Regions from separate parts of the Mus musculus genome. Here region 2 is linked to region 1. A link is a contact called in public Hi-C data. All regions are on one chromosome and are shown on one strand. The core of a region is the stretch at or near the end of the contact, and the rest is flanking DNA. Distances in the headings are between cores, read along the strand shown. Region 1 holds the start of Aldh1a2 (aldehyde dehydrogenase family 1, subfamily A2). Region 2 has its middle 26 kb from the start of Gm32769.

The links. Hi-C and Micro-C count contacts between places; a contact is called where the count stands out from the background.
Region 2: a contact with region 1 is called in a Hi-C map of uterus, with 3 times the contacts expected there. The contact joins the enhancer-like site here to the promoter of Aldh1a2 in region 1. A contact is called at or near these places in 10 of 39 promoter capture datasets (the 3T3-L1 cell line, the HPC-7 cell line, embryonic stem cells and 6 more), 5 of 484 Hi-C or Micro-C datasets (the AML12 cell line, cardiomyocytes and uterus), 4 of 115 datasets of contacts at active chromatin or transcription factors (craniofacial prominence and embryonic stem cells) and 2 of 9 other capture datasets (adipose tissue and embryonic stem cells).

What each region holds. Positions count from the first base shown.
Region 1 is chr9:71,212,930-71,220,569 of GRCm38.p6, forward strand. It overlaps Aldh1a2 (aldehyde dehydrogenase family 1, subfamily A2), which reads left to right and starts at 2,860. Exons shown (of 14, transcript NM_009022.4): 1 at 2,860-3,034. The coding sequence starts at 2,918. It overlaps Gm3458 (predicted gene 3458), which reads right to left and starts at 2,457. Exons shown (of 4, transcript NR_110518.1): 1 at 2,318-2,457; 2 at 1,060-1,110; 3 at 771-810.
Region 2 is chr9:71,395,303-71,402,765 of GRCm38.p6, forward strand. No RefSeq gene overlaps it. Among named protein-coding and RNA genes, the nearest start is that of Gm32769, 26 kb to the left of the region's middle. Within about 2 kb of position 4,714, at least 7 of the 459 cell types and tissues checked have an H3K27ac peak or open chromatin away from gene starts, as enhancers often do. A contact at or near this core is called in uterus, where this site is marked.

The DNA of each region.
Region 1 (7,640 bases), core at 1,610-4,109:
GGAGTGTCTGAAGACAGCTACAGTGTACTTACATATAATAAATAATAAAAAAAAATCTAAAAAGAAAAAAAAGATTTGGAGGGGTTTCCAGTCTAAATACAGGAAGGAAAGCATTTGTGCAAATGCTTCAATGTAAACATGCATAGTAAAAGATGGGACAAGTAACAGAACTTACAGAGAAAATGTGCTCTGTACCCAGAGAAGGTAAGGAAGTTTCGTCTACTGGTGGGAGTAGACAGCTACAGTACTTTCGCTCATATCAGCCAATAGGAATGCTTTAATTTAGTGCCTCATGTTGTTTTTGGACCCGAGGAAGGCAGATGGGAAATAGAAGACTCTGGTCCTGTGTTGATCACTTCACTGTCTAATTACAAAGTGTTAAGGGAAAGGGGCCATGAGGGAACAATTCAAACCAGCTGTCATTGAGCACGACCTAGGAGATGACCAGAGATGCTAAGTCAAGACACACTCCCTTACCTTCCAAGATAGAACTCAGTTTATCTGCATCAAGCGTTGATAAATCCTGTGATCCACATACTGACTGGCCTTTCCAATTGCAGGTAGCAAATAAGAAATGGAAGAGTTGGGTCAAAAGTGCAAATTCTGGCTTATGCTTTCAGACACTCCTTCCAGACCATTTTCAGCCATCCGGCCCACAAGATTCCCCCTTTTCTTTCTTCCTCAAAGACTTCTAATGGCTTTTCGGTACTTCCATCATTAAGTTCCCCAGAAGCATTAAGGTTCCCACAACCTGGAGTTAACTGACTTACCAGCCTCGTTTGCTGCTCTTCCAGCTGCAGCCGATGCTCCCTGAAACATTCCCAAACAGTTCTGTTCAGCTGCTGCTGCTGCAGCAGCCTCTGCGGAGGCAGCAGTGCTCCCACCTCTACCAGTGAAGTTTCACTTCCCTAGCCACAAGCAGGGCAAAAGGTCAGCTTCCCTAGATACCCGGCCTCCCACTTAGGTGGAGCACCAAGGTCTTGTCTTTGCTCCACTTTTGAGAGCTGTCCCTCTTACAGACAGTTATCTATAGATCTACAGGAAAGGTGGTGAGCTTACCCAGGAGCAAGGCTCTTCATCTTGTCTTAAAGTGACCTCCAGCATGGTGCCCTGCTTGGAAGATGGGGAAAACACCTTTGAACAAAACAAATGAACAACAACAAAACACCTCAAACAACAACTTCGACAATAAACCAAAACAAAGAACAGCACCAAAAACTATTTTTTTTGCTGGGGTGTTTGCTCTTCCTTCACCAAACCCTGAGATCATCCTCCTCCCCAACAGACTCCTTCCCTCTCTCTCCTTCCCTCCTTCCCTCCCTCCCTCCTTCCTTCCTTCCCTCCCTCCCTCTTCCCTCCCTTCCTCTGTCCCTCCCTCCGTTCCTCCTCTGTACCCCCTTCCCCTTCCCCCCTCTCTTCCTCCCTCGCTCCTTCTCTCCTGTAAGAGAGGATGAACTTGAACTTCTAATCCTCTTGCCTCCATCCAGTGGGATGCTGGGAATTACAGGCATGCATCTCTACCCCAGTTCAAGGTGGTGCTGGCAACTAAACCCAGCGTTCTAGGCAAGCACTCTACCTACAGAGCTACCTCCCCACCATTCTTCTTATTCTTTCTCAGTCTTCTACAGCTTAAATAAAGGCGATTCTTAGGAGTATATTCGGTTATTAAGACACACTCTTTGGCCATAAACGTTCCCTGTGAATAGGAATTTTTCAACTGCCTAAATTAGGCTGTATTGTTGCTCTAGGACGACGACGTAGTGCTTGCTCGGTCACTTTAGGCAGATACCCTATAAAGAGTTCTCGGAGCCTGGAACTTGTCTCACAAATTCAATTAAGACAACAGCATTCTGTCTGCACAGAATCTAAGCACCAATCATTTACGGAATTTTAGTTAATGAACACATCTAAAGTAAGTGTTTTGTAGTGAACAACATGCAAAGAAATGATTGAGCAAGAGCGAAGCAGTTGCTTGGGAGTTGAGAGTCTTCCATAGAAAAACAGGAAGAGTCAGGTTGGATAAGGCTGTGGGATTTTCATGGGGATAGAGGCAGAAAGCCCTATAAAGAGCTATCTATATGGGCTCGTGATATTGGTCCAATGATTCTCCCACGCTATCTGGAGTGAACTGTCTAGGCTACTGATTCCTGATCAGCGCCCATCTTTACTCAACTATAAGGCTGCTTGTAAGACGAGAAGGGATGGAGATGGAAGCTCAACCCGGAGATTCTGACAGGAAGAGCAACAGAAAATCCCAAGTGTTTCCCGGTGTGGATGGGAAGAGGAAAGGAAAGGGCTGGAAGGAGACCATCAAGACCTGGAATATCCAGGCAACCCAAGGCAGATGAAGCCCACGGCCTCAGGCACAACTAGGCCGCGGGGCCGGCAGAGGGCAGCAGTTGGGCTGAGAAGCCTGGTGGGGGCCAGCGCGGCGTCGGCGGTTCCAGAAGGTTCTCCTTGGGAGTGTGGGGAGCATCTATCACCCCACCCAGCGGCCACGCGCCCCTCGCGCCACGCGGAAGGCTGAGCGAAAGCTCTTTCGGGCTGCTCGGGACCCCGGGGGAGGAGAAGAGCGAGTGTTAGGAAGGGCGCGGGGCTCGGCGGGGCCGCGGCTCGGGCGCCTCTCCTCCCGGCCGACCAGCGCTAAGGCTCGCGGGGCTGCCATCGGCCAGCGCGGTCCCGCCGAGGCTGCGCTCCGGCCGTCGAGGCCCCCCCGGGCGCGCCCGCGGGAGCGTGGGCCGCGGACTTGACCGTGCGGGCGCCGCGCGCGGCCGTATGCAAATGTCCTCCTGGGCCGGCCCCCCGCGCCTGTGGGCCGCACGTCCAATAAGAAGCGCCCCCCGCTTGACACCTGCCTATATACAGCGAGCGCGCCCCGGCCGCGCAGCGCCCCGCGCACACCCACCCGTGGCCGCCCATGACTTCCAGCGAGATCGCCATGCCGGGCGAGGTGAAGGCCGACCCCGCCGCGCTCATGGCCTCGCTGCAGCTCCTGCCGTCGCCCACGCCCAACCTCGAGATCAAGTACACCAAGGTAAAGCCGTCCGGCGGACGCTTTCTGGAAGCATCCTCTGGATCCCTTCAGAGGCCGGGGGCCCGGAGGTCGCCTGTCATCTCCGCGCCTCCGCGGGGACCGCGATGCGGGCTTCTCAAGTCCCGCCCCGGTTTAGGGAGCGTCTTGGGAGAACCGGTCCCAAACAGAAGGCAGCGCGGGGATCGCCAGCGGCGGCGGACGGTGGTGACGACCTCGGGACTGCCTGGGGAGGTGGGATTTCCCAGAGCAGACCTGGGTCTGGTTCTGGAGTCCCCTATGACTCTTTAGAGCCGGCTAGGGTCCGGTCCTAGATGTCCCTAGGGCAGAACGAGGCTTAGTTCTGGGGTCCCTTAGAGCTCAGGGCAGACCGGAGTCCGGTTGTGCGAGCCCCCAAGTTTTATCAGAGCAAATGGAGTTTGGCTCTGGGGTCCCCCAGGTCTCCTCAGAGCAGTCCGGGCTCTGGCTTGAGGAGGGTGTTCCCCTGGGTTTCCTCAGAGCCCACCGGGGTGCAGTTCTCCCTGTCCCTCGGTCTCAGAGCAGAGTGGGGTTCACCGCCAGGGTGGCATTGCGGTCCGGTGTCGCCCCGCGGTCCCTCGGGTCCGGAGGTGCGCGGCCGCGCGGGCTTATCTTCCCTCAGAGCGGAGTCGCTGAAGGGTTGTCAGGACCGGAGTCCCACAGACTTCGCGGGGACCTGGCCGAGACGCAGTAGGTCTATGCCAGGATTTCCTCGGGATTTTGTAGGCAATGGACATTTTAGAAAAAGGGAAAATAACTCAAGTCACATAAATTAGCGAGCTCACTTTTGCACTGATAAGCCTAATGATTTTTTTCCTAACGAATTCTGACATCTTAGTTTGTCAAGCACGAATTATTGTTGTTAAACTGCATTAAAAAGCAATACACGCCTGCTGCCCCATGTGACTTGATCCCCTACCACTCCACCGTTCTCAGGGAAAAAAAATCCACGGGGGAAATTTGTGAAATACATACACAAAGGGATTGAATGTTATAGCAAAAAGGCGACTGTAGCCTTTAAAGCCACACTTCTTGAGAGTTCATTTTAGAATTTTTTTTTTTAATTTGATTTTCATTCCTACCGCAAACTCTCGCCAGTTAACTGCAGCGCGCGCACACGATACAGCTGATAAGTGTTCCATCGCGGGCATTACACTATACGCGAAAAGCAGAGAAGTTAAGTTGTTCGCATGTGACAACTGTTACGGTTGAAAGAGAAATGCAAAAACATCGTTTCTGAATTTTTGTTGCATTGAGTTTCAGAATAAGGATTTGTAGGATTCGTATTTTTGAATGTGGATTTAATGTACCTGTTAGCTTTTAGATGGTGTGACAAATTTTTGAAAGCCATTTTAATGAGAGGTCGTTAATGGTTATAGCCCTCTAGGCATTGTTTGCATAACAATAGTGCCAGTGTGTGGCACATCTCCGGGTTTAGGAACAAGCCAGGGAAGCCTGCACATAAAAGTTTTGTTTTATGAGGGTCCCTAACCTCTTCAGATGCGCTTTAGAGATCTTAAAAGGCAAGATCCACACGTGATTCCGGGGGTTTGTTTTACACTTACTTTTGATCAGATTATCTTAACAGCCCCTGAAAGTCTGCAGTAGATATCTTTTTTCAGAATTTCATTTGGAAGCTCCTCCAATTCTCCTTTTCTCTAGCCACCCCCTCTCTTCTCTCTCTTGTTCTACCCCAGTAGGAAAGACAACTGATTTATAGCTAATTGGAGCCTTTAATGTCGGAGTCTTTTTAGCTCCATGAAGACTTTTATCCAGTATCCACTTTCCCACTTATTACCAAGAAAAACAATCAGAAATGAAATAATGGATTGTAACTTGATTCTTTAATTTGTGGGGAGGAGGCGCCTTATATTTTGTCTTGACAAACAACCCTCATAAATGGTGGAGTAACACACATTACAGGCGAGCTCTTTCACAAAAACTTGTAAAATCAGGTATCTGTGAACGCTCCCAGCAGCTTCTGTGCTCAGCTCTTTAGTTAGACTTCTACACTTTCTAAGACAGGAACTGCGAACAACCCGTTCTAGTTCATTTTATTTTAACAGAAAGAACAGAGTGACTGCTCTTTTGGTAGCCTAAGTTTTTTTTTTTCTTTTCTCTTCAAAAGAGAGTTGGGAGGTCTTTTAAAAATTCATTCATGATCAAAAGTGGGGAGAAATGTATTAGCAATTTCAAACAGAGCGATGAACAAGGTAGATGGGCAATCCTTTAATGCTATTATATTTGTTAGGAAAAATTTAAAAGATATTATGCCTTGGGAATCTGTTGAAAAGGAGGAAACAAAACATTTGCATCAAATAAAGGTACTATGCAGCAAATAAATTTATAATTAATTTTGTCTTGTTAAACATGTTCTTATTGAATGACACTATAATATGATTTTTCTATGTGATTTGACAAGAATATAAACTAATTAGTGATCAACATAACTGGTCAGATTATGAGAATTTTAAAAAATATGTTCTTAGAATATTTTGCATTTGTGATCCTGCACTTATCTGCCATTTTCATCCTTTTACTTCTTGTTCCAAGGGAATGGAAAAAATAGTCAATATTATGTTAATGCCATTTTCTGTCAAAGGTTCTGTACAAAATGCTATAAAAGCAAAGTTCAACCTCGAAGCATTCTGAAAGAGCGTGTGTGTGGCTTTGTATTGGCTTTTAGGCAATTGCATTCCATTAAAAATAACATAAGCCTGCTGCTTGCTCCGAGTTCTCGTATCCAGTTTAGACTAAGGATAAATGACTGTAATGCCTTTGGAATATGTCTATTTTCTTTTTCTTCTTAAACAGGAACCTAGACCCCCCAGTTTCTTAAATGATTCTTGCTAAGAAATGGGGGGGGGTTGTTTGTTTCAAGACTTACAGTCAAGAAAGAATACTAGTATTAAAAAAATAAAAATAAAAAAAGCATGGAGGGCACCCGTGTGGAGCTGAGAGAACGTATGCTCCTTTGTGTTCTTTGAGACTGCTCAATAGCTGGTCTGATTGCATTTAGCTGTGTGTTTCTCAGTTAGTTTTTCTGAGTTATTTCTGTTTCATCTGCCTGGTTTTTGTATTGCCAGCCGTGTTGTGGGAGCATACACGTTGTAAAACTAAGGCTTAGCATTCTCCTAAGAACTGCCCCTGACTTCAGGGCGGGGTGGGGTCCCAGGATCTCCCTGCCTTCTTTCTCTCTCCCTTTCGCAGATTTCCACGTCTTTACAGAATTTCTTTATTTCACTTACTTTTCTGCTTTTTTTCAATGACTACATCTTTTCTTCTGGCTCTACTGGTTCACTTTTGGAGTGAGCAACTGAAAAATGTACGTAGTTGGCAACATACAGGGTTCTGTGTTCTCCCAGTATTTGATGCGATGTGGGGTAGGGTATAAGGGTCCACAAAGAGGGCATTTGTTGCTGCACCTACAAGAGAAAACACAAAAGGCAGCTCACTGGAAAAATCAGACAAATGTGTATCTGGGTACCTACTGTTTATTATTTTATTTGTTCATTTAATAGCCTTTTAATAAGTGCACTCTGTTTTCTGGGGTCAATTTCAACTCAGTTCAAAGGGATTTTGAGGGGCCATGTTCTTAACAATAGTGTAAATTGGATTATGGAACATCTGCCTTCTAGGAACTTAAAGTCTTATTAGGAAGATTGAGTGCCAGAATTTCCTTGTCAACATAGCAGTAGATCAGTTGGTCAATGTGACGAGAACACTTGCACCGTCACTTGCATTTTCATAGGGCCAATGGCTCTACTTCACACTTTTCGCACATGCACACATGTTAATTCTGCAAAAGCCTTGGAAAGAGAATAAAAATAGAAATGATTGATAAGGGAGAAGTTGGCCTTGAATTTTGAAAACAGAGCATTCCTGTCATACTCTTTTCTTATTTATGACCCCCCCCCTTTTTTTTTAATGTGGAAAGCTAAAATCTTCACTCTTTGTGTTACTTCTAATGGAGTCAGGAGAATATGAAACTGATCTACTCCACTTAAAACAGTCACCTCTTTAATTTTTCTCAAAATGCATTAAGTGTATTTAGGTGTCCCTGAGTACGTGTATGTGCGCTACATGTGTATGAGCATCTAAGGAGGCCAGGGAAGCGTATCAGATCTTGGAAGCTGGAGCTTGTGAGCCACTTGCTGTAGGTGCTGGCAACCAGACCCAGGCTCTCTGCAAGAGCAGCAAGTGCTTCCCACCATTCGAGCCATAGTTCCAGCACCACCTTTATAATTTTTGATTCATTGACTTTAATTTACTACTTGTTATTTTTGTTATTGTTTTGGTCATGATCCTGACCTCTTCTGCCCTTTTGGACTTGCCATTATGGATCTCATCCTAAACTTTCATTCCAGATCTTACTCATGGTTGTTTGGTTGTTTTGCTAATAAAGTATCCATCTAGCTGCTTGTATATAGAAGACTTGTGGTATTCTCTCTCTCTCTCTCTCTCTCTCTCTCTCTCTCTCTCTCTCTCTCTCTCTCTCTCTCTCGTCTGGGAAGATGTTGGTAAAGTCCTTGGCCTGCCAGCATGAGGGCCTGATATCCTCTCCTCACCACAAGTGTGGCAGCCTGTGCCC
Region 2 (7,463 bases), core at 3,464-5,963, 180 kb after region 1:
CATAGGACATATACATACAGGAAGGCAAAATACTGTATACATAAAATAAGTAAGTCTATAAAAAGTTGGAAAACAAGGGCAAGAAAATATATAAACCTAGAGAATCATTATCCCCCCGCACATTAAAATGCAGTTGGGAGCCTTCCCTCATTGGCTAACACCATGAAAGTAGCATCGTCTCTAGGCCACAGCTGGACTCCTAATGACATCTGTCTCCATATGCACACTCATTTTCTCTTATCATTGTTGAAATTTTTCAGCTATGACTTTGTTGCTATTGCTATTATCCCAGTTGTGCAAATGGTGGCTGGCTGGCTGGCTGGCTGGACCAGGGAGAGAGAGTTAGAAAAAAATAGAGGAAAAGAGAGGGGAAGGAAAGGATAGATGAACTGGTGGAAACACTGAATCGTCTTAGCAACTCTGTGGTAAATATTATTAGCCATACTTTATAAATAAGGAAATCACAAATACCAGATTTCATGGGGCAGAGAAAGAAATTGAGCTTAGCTTTCTTCCATACATCCTTTCCTTTATTCTTTAAACATTCATTTATTTAACCCTAGCAGAATACAGGTAAGTTACTAAGTACTAAGACACAGAGTCAAATTAAACAGTCTTAGCTCACCCTGACTCCAGACACCACCATCTTCCCATTGTTGCACTGCCACACACACACACACACACACACACACACACACACCCCAAAGTGGATGGCAGTAACCCCCATTCCACAGCCTCTGCCTATACCCTCTAGATCTGAGACCCTGAGCAACAGCAGAGCTGTCCAAGGCACCTCTTCTTTAGGTCAAGTCCCTCTGCTCCACCTGCCTGGGAGCCTGTGCACACCCAATCATGGGCCCTGGAGGCCCCACTTAGGAAGCCTTCTGCCTTGCTAAGTACAACCAGACTTGCTAGGGCCAGGAGCAGGGCAGCTTTGCCAAGGGAGAGCATGGAGGCTGGGCCACTACCGACAGCCATTACTTCACCCAGCCACGGGGGAAGAAGGCCATAAACTACTTTACAGACAAGAAAATTGAGGCTCAAAGAGATGATCAATACACCCCCAACATGGTAGCTGTTGTGTCCAGGCTAGGCCTGGGATTAAATCTGCTCTGGCTTCTAAATTCAAATCCACAACCCTCAGAAAGCACTGTTGCTGATTGAAAAGCTGGAAATCACATGAACATGGACGGGGCTGTGAAGATCTTTCCAGATTGCCTCTTGGACTCCACTGAAAAGGTAACTGCAGCTGGAAAGGTAACTTCTAGAACAAATGGTCCAAAAGCCCTCATCTTCCAGGTTGTGAAATTAAGATGGGAAAGGAGGCAGTGGCTGAGCTCCAGGCTCAGGGTAGTTTCTTTGCCTCATATCCAGGTGTCCAGCTAGTCAAAGGGCCTGACTCTCCTGAGCCCAGGAGGTAAAGCAAAGCACACCCACAGGCACATTTTCCTTTTCCTAGTGGGTGGAGTATTTACATCTTTGAATCGATCATCTACACGCAGCCTGTTTCCCAACACCTTCCCGATCCTCGGTGTCACTGAGAGCGGCCTGTGCTCTAGCCAGAAGCCACAAGAGTCCCCCATCTTGGTGCCCTGAGCCCTCCCAGCTGAGCACATTCCCAGAATCATTTTACAGCAGGGGCCAAAGATCAAAAATTTTATGGGCGTTTGGGGAATGAGTCCTCCCCAACCCATCTGCCCTTTCATCTGCACACCCACTGCCCAGAATAGCAAACAGCTCCCAGAGCCTGAGCTGTGGGCCAAAGCTTTCACAGCAGGAAGACAGAGGCTGCAAATATTTCAAAAGCTCGGCCACAGCTGTGTGCAGAAGCCCATTTGAGAGCCTTCTAGCAGAGATTCTTCTGCTTCCTTTAAAGTGCCAGCCACCAGCTTTGCTCCATTCAAAGAGGTACGAGTGACTGTGGCCTTCAGGGGTCCTGCCCGCCTGCCTGGATTGGAAGGGAGGCAAAACTGCGCTGAAAGGGAAAAGCATCTAGACCTCCACAACCAAGCATTGGCCTCAGATTAACTCCACAACCTGCAAAGAGGCTGCTTTTTGTCCCTGTGGCCAGGGTGGCATCCAGAGTCACTGGCATCCCTGATTCACTCAGGGCTACAATGCTTGGCTCTCTGGGTGCTGATGCTCACTATGGTGTAGGAGGCAGCTCAAGAAGCCAAGGCAGGGCTTTTCCTGCCTAGTCTCTGGATGGGTCTACTGAGTTCTAGAATAAAGCCAGAATAGGATACTCTTCAGAGCCAGGCATGAAGGATCCTATTCTGGGCCCTTTCTAGCTCTCTCATGCCATTCTCCTTTTTATAAAGTGAAAGATCTTACATACCTGAGGCCCACACAATTTTTCCTGATTATTCACTGACGCCCAGAACCCAGGAACTCCTTCCTCTGCTCTCATCCTCGGTCTAGCCTTCAGAGACCAGGGAGCATCAATGAGACATGCACCCTAAAGGGTACCCAAGGACAGCACTTTAGGGTAGGGCACTTCAGCTATGATACAAGAGGAACTTCCAATTAAAGGATGGACCCAACAGAGAATGAGAAATGAGCAGGCTGGAGGTTGCAAGTCTACAGAGGTCTTTCCTGAGCCATCTATTTCTAGACTAGAAGGAAAAGAAGGGCAAGTTTAGGGGCTAGGGACATGGCTCAGTGGCTAAGCACTTTCCTCCCAAGCATATGGACAGGAGTTCAGTTCCCCCAGAGTCCATTTACATGCCAGGTAGACTGAGAGAACTGTCTGTCATCCTTGCCAGAAACACAGTGTATCCAGAGTAAGCCAGACAGCAGAAGGAGTCACACCGACGAGCTCTGGGTTTGACTGAGAGATCTTGCCTCATTGCAGAAGGTGGAGGAGCTAATGACGATGGTCCCCACCATCATCCCTGAGTTTCCACATGCACAAGCACACATACACATCATTAGAGGGAGTCAGGGGAGGAAATGCCGGCTATGAAAGCATACTTGGCAAGGAGAAGAAAACATATTTTGTGGAACAGTTTGGGGGGGGGGTCGTAGCTTTTAGACATTCAGTTGTATTGTTGGGGACAGGGGGTGGGGGGGGAGGGAACCTTTCTGCTGTTGCACAAACTCCAGAAGTGGGTCTGAATCAGGACTCACCCCAGAAGGAGCACAAAAGGACAAAGGCACTCACTCAACTGTACGTCTCTTTTCTTCCATAAGTTAGTCACAGTGCTGGAAACTGGGTGGACCATGTGAGAGGGAGAGGAGGAGGGGACACTCGGGTGATATGCCCTGCTAAGCAGACTCACAAGGAGACTGCAGGTGAGAGGACTGACTTTCGATGAAACCAACCCAACTAATTACTCTTATCGACCAGAGCTGGCAAATAAGTCACTCAGAGTGAATTTGTTTAGTGCCGCCTGTTACAAAGCCTTGTGAAAGAAGTACAGGCCCTGAAGGGTTAATGACCTAGCTCCACTCCCACAGAGAGACCAGTGTCCTTTGGTTGTTCTGATTAAAAACAATTCTGCTTCTGGAGATGCCTGCCTGCTTCTGCTTTCTTTGATTTCTGAGTCTCCTCCATCAATCCCATCTAAGACTATCACCAAGACATTTATTCAAAAAGGCATATGGGGGAGAGGCAGGCGTGGAGATAGATGCAGTTAAGAGCACTTGCTGCTCTTGCAGAGTACCTGGGTTCAATTCCCAACACCCATGCCTTCAAACTCCTATATCTCCAGTCCTAGGGGATCTGACACCTATCCTGACCTTCACAGACTCCTGGATGGGCTCCTGAGCATACATGGTGTATGTATGGTAGGGGTAATGCCAGCTCAAGGTCAAGACAGAGGAATAAATAACTGTACAAGATGGAACTGTAGGAAGACAGAAGGAGACCAGCTTGATTCCTGCTAGATGGCCAGGAATGGCTTCACATTCACTATTCTATTCCAACTGAATTCTTCCCAACGAAACAGAACTTCCAGAGAACACAGAAGCCTGGGGAGATAGTCCTGGGAGAGGGTGGGGCATACACAGGCACGGAAGCAGATCCTTCCCATTAATGCTAAGAAAAGGCAAGTTATCCCACTCAATCTGTCCTTAGATATCTAAGGATATCAGGAGCAAGCTACAAGGTCAGAATGGTACCAGATGTTGACAGACCTTATCTACCAGGCTAAGGATACTGACAGTTCCAGAGAAGTTGGGAAACAGTCTAAGTAATGATGCTGGCAGTCTCTTGGGAGACAAGAAGAGACCAAAAGAGGTCTATTTGCATAATTTAAGCAAGAAGATCTAAGGAGGGAAAAATAGGTTTTGAGTGTAAGAAACCGAGACTGCAGCTTAGTGAATTTGTGCTTTATTCTATATGCAGAAGCTCTCATTTCCATCCAGCCCCTTTGTCCTGGTCACCTTTTGACATCAAAGGTCCTTGGTTGCAAGCCACAGTCATGGATTTATCAGATGACCCTGCAGCAGCTCAGAGATGAGGGAGGCCTGGTCAGCTGCTTTGAATACCAGCTGCCCCAAGGTTCCAGGCAGTTTCCTCTGCGGGGGAGTCTCCAAAGACCATCTCCAACGTCTGTCAGGATTTTTGTTACTCTATTCTTGATTCAGACTCAGGGCAAGATCGGTCATTTCTCTGCCCCTCCTGCAAAGGGCAGGTCACTCTGATCCACAGCTGCATGACACTCTTCAATCTGGAAGCAGAACATGACCAAAGCCACAGCCCTAGGCTGCCTACAGGACTGACTCAATAAACAACCCTGGAGACTAAAGAGCATGGAGCACCTAGTGGAATGTGCGCCTAGTACAGCTTCTAACTGGAGCGGTCACGAAGCAAAATGTCTGGTGTCCGTCCTCCCCTTCACCTGCCTACATGTGCAAGCCACTGACATCTCTGCCTTCCTGGGATGTCCTGGAAAATTTCAAAACTAGGTGCACAACCCCGGAAGTCTAGGGAAGGGGAACTTGTCAATCCACCTACAGCCCCTTCTCTGCTAGCCTGCCGGCCTCACACCAAGGTTTCAGCCACCCGCCCGGTGCACTCCCCTAAACGGTGTACGTTCCTAAAGCCAATTATCATTTCCTGCTAGAGGGGCTGTTTGGCATTTGAGGGAGTGATTTGGGTTTTCTTTTCTTTTCTTTTTCCTTCAATACTGTTCTATTTAGAATGTGAGTTTGTCACTCCCCGCTTCCAGCACTTCCCTGCTTCCGGCCTTCCTGTTGTGGGCCCTGCAAATAAATACTAGGTTCCTGGAGAGTTGCTGGGGAGGGGAAGGGAGGAGCTGGGATCAGTTAACTTCTAGTGGGTTTCAGGAGTCCTTTCCCACCCAGGACGTTCTGATGTGGAGGACCTGGCTAAATTTAAAGCTAGCATCAAACTGAAATCTGTCCCTGGCTTCAGACTGTGAGCTCCAAGGGGTGCACGGACACCCTTGGAGGCCATACTGACCTCCGAGGATGAGCTGGACATTAGATCTGAGTATGTTATGATTCTGGGGGGGAGGAGGAAGTGGGGCTGGAAGGGACAGGAAAGAGTGGGAAAAGAGGGAAAGACCAGAAGGGAAAGCATTTATCCCCTTTTTGGTACTAAACTGCCACTCTTCTAATCAAACTGGCCCCGCTGTTTACAGCCCAGAATCAATATTAACTCATCATAAAATTGAAAGTTTATGGTCCCTAAAAGAAACATTGAAAAAACTATGTACATCCTATAACTTCTCAAATATGCTGGCTAGATTTTTTCCATATGGGTAATAGAAATGGTTTGCAGAGGTGAGTTGTGACCAGCCCTAGGGATCTTTCCCTTGGGAGATTTCCATAGGGGAGGGGAGGGGAGGAGAGGGGAGGCAAGGCTGGACACTAGATGGAGAAATCTTCACAGACTTACATAGCCCCTGGAATCGAGTTCCCATTCTGGACCATGGGTGCTAGCCCTCCTCACACGCCTCTCCTGCCCTACTTGGCCTGCTAGCCTCCCTCCGTTCTTCCAGCTCTTTCCACTGGCGTCTCATGCAGTGGGTGTCTTTACTGTAGGGTTCTCTCCCTTTATTGTGGCCTCTTCCTCCTTAGTTGCAGTGGAAGCTTCACAGCCCGTTTATGAAAGGAGAGAAATGAAAAGAGGGGAGGGAGAAGGGGACAAAATGGAAAGAGGGGGAGGGGAGGGGCCTTAGAGAAAGGTAAAGGGAGGGGAGGGGAGAGAAGGGAAGGGAAGAGGAGGGGAGAAGAGAGTAAGTTAGGGGAGTGGAGGGTAAGTTAGGGAAGGGGAGAGTGAGTTAGGGAAAGGGGGAGGGGAGAGGAGGGAAGGGGAGAAGAGCGGAGGGGGAAGGAGAGCATGGGAGGGAAGGGGAAGGGATTGGAAGGTATTCCCTGAGTGGCACCAAGTTGCTTCTTCTCTAATCACACTAGCATTGCTGCTGCCCTTTTCTCTAATGTCACCTGCATCCCCTCTAGACTCCTCCCAATTTAAAAACACACCGTGTTTTGCTCTTGATTTTGTGGTTTTGCCCTGCAGCCTAGGAATGGGAGCATCATGACACAGTGACCTACCCTGCTTCCTGCCACAACCCAGTGCATTGCACAATGCCAGGCATCAGCAGCTTAAAGTGTTTTCCAATGGAGACTGTTCCTTGAGATGAGCAGGTCACTGTGTCCATGCAGGGGACTCCACTCCTGTGGCTCAGCTTCCTTTTCTTCTCCCCAGCCCTGTACAGAAATCAAGTCTTGCTATCCTGGCCATGTTAGACTCAAACTCCTAGATTCAAGCAATTCTGTCTCAGCCTTTAACAACAACTCAGGCCAAAGGCATGCTCAGCTCTTCAACACTGAAGTGTTCATCATTCTCTCTCTCTCTCTGTCTCTGTCTCTGTCTCTCTCTCTCTCTGTCTCTCTGTCTCTGTCTCTCTCTCTCTCTCTCTCTCTCTCTCTCTCTCTCTCTCTCTCTCTCTCTGTGTGTGTGTGTGTGTATACATATATAAGCAAGCATGTATGTAGCGGCCAGAGATCAGCATGGTATATTCTTGCTCAATCAGGGTCTCTCACTGAACTTGAAGTTCACCAATTCAGCAAGACTAGCTGGGTAGAAGACAAAGGAACATTAGTTACCTTTCTCATTGTTGTTACCAGATACCCAACAAGAATCATCGCAAACTCTCCGGCTGCCACTACATGAGAGGGGCAGACAAGGAAGCAAGATACCCCAGAGCACGGTCTACCCTCCCTCTTTATTTACAGGTCTATGTTGGAGAATTGAGACTTTCAGTTCTTTCATTCTTTGGTTTATATGAGGCATCAGCATGCTCTATCCATGTGGTCAGACCCTTTACCTCTGCCTTCAGACTAGACACCACCCCGTGTGCTGGGAGTGGTGAGTGGACATGGCCAGTCTCCTTCGGGGTTCCTAGCCTCTTGTCCGTGCTCGGTGAGTCCGCACCAACTGCAGGAGCTTGGGCATTGGATGCTCTTCTGCTGTGCAATGGAACTGTGTG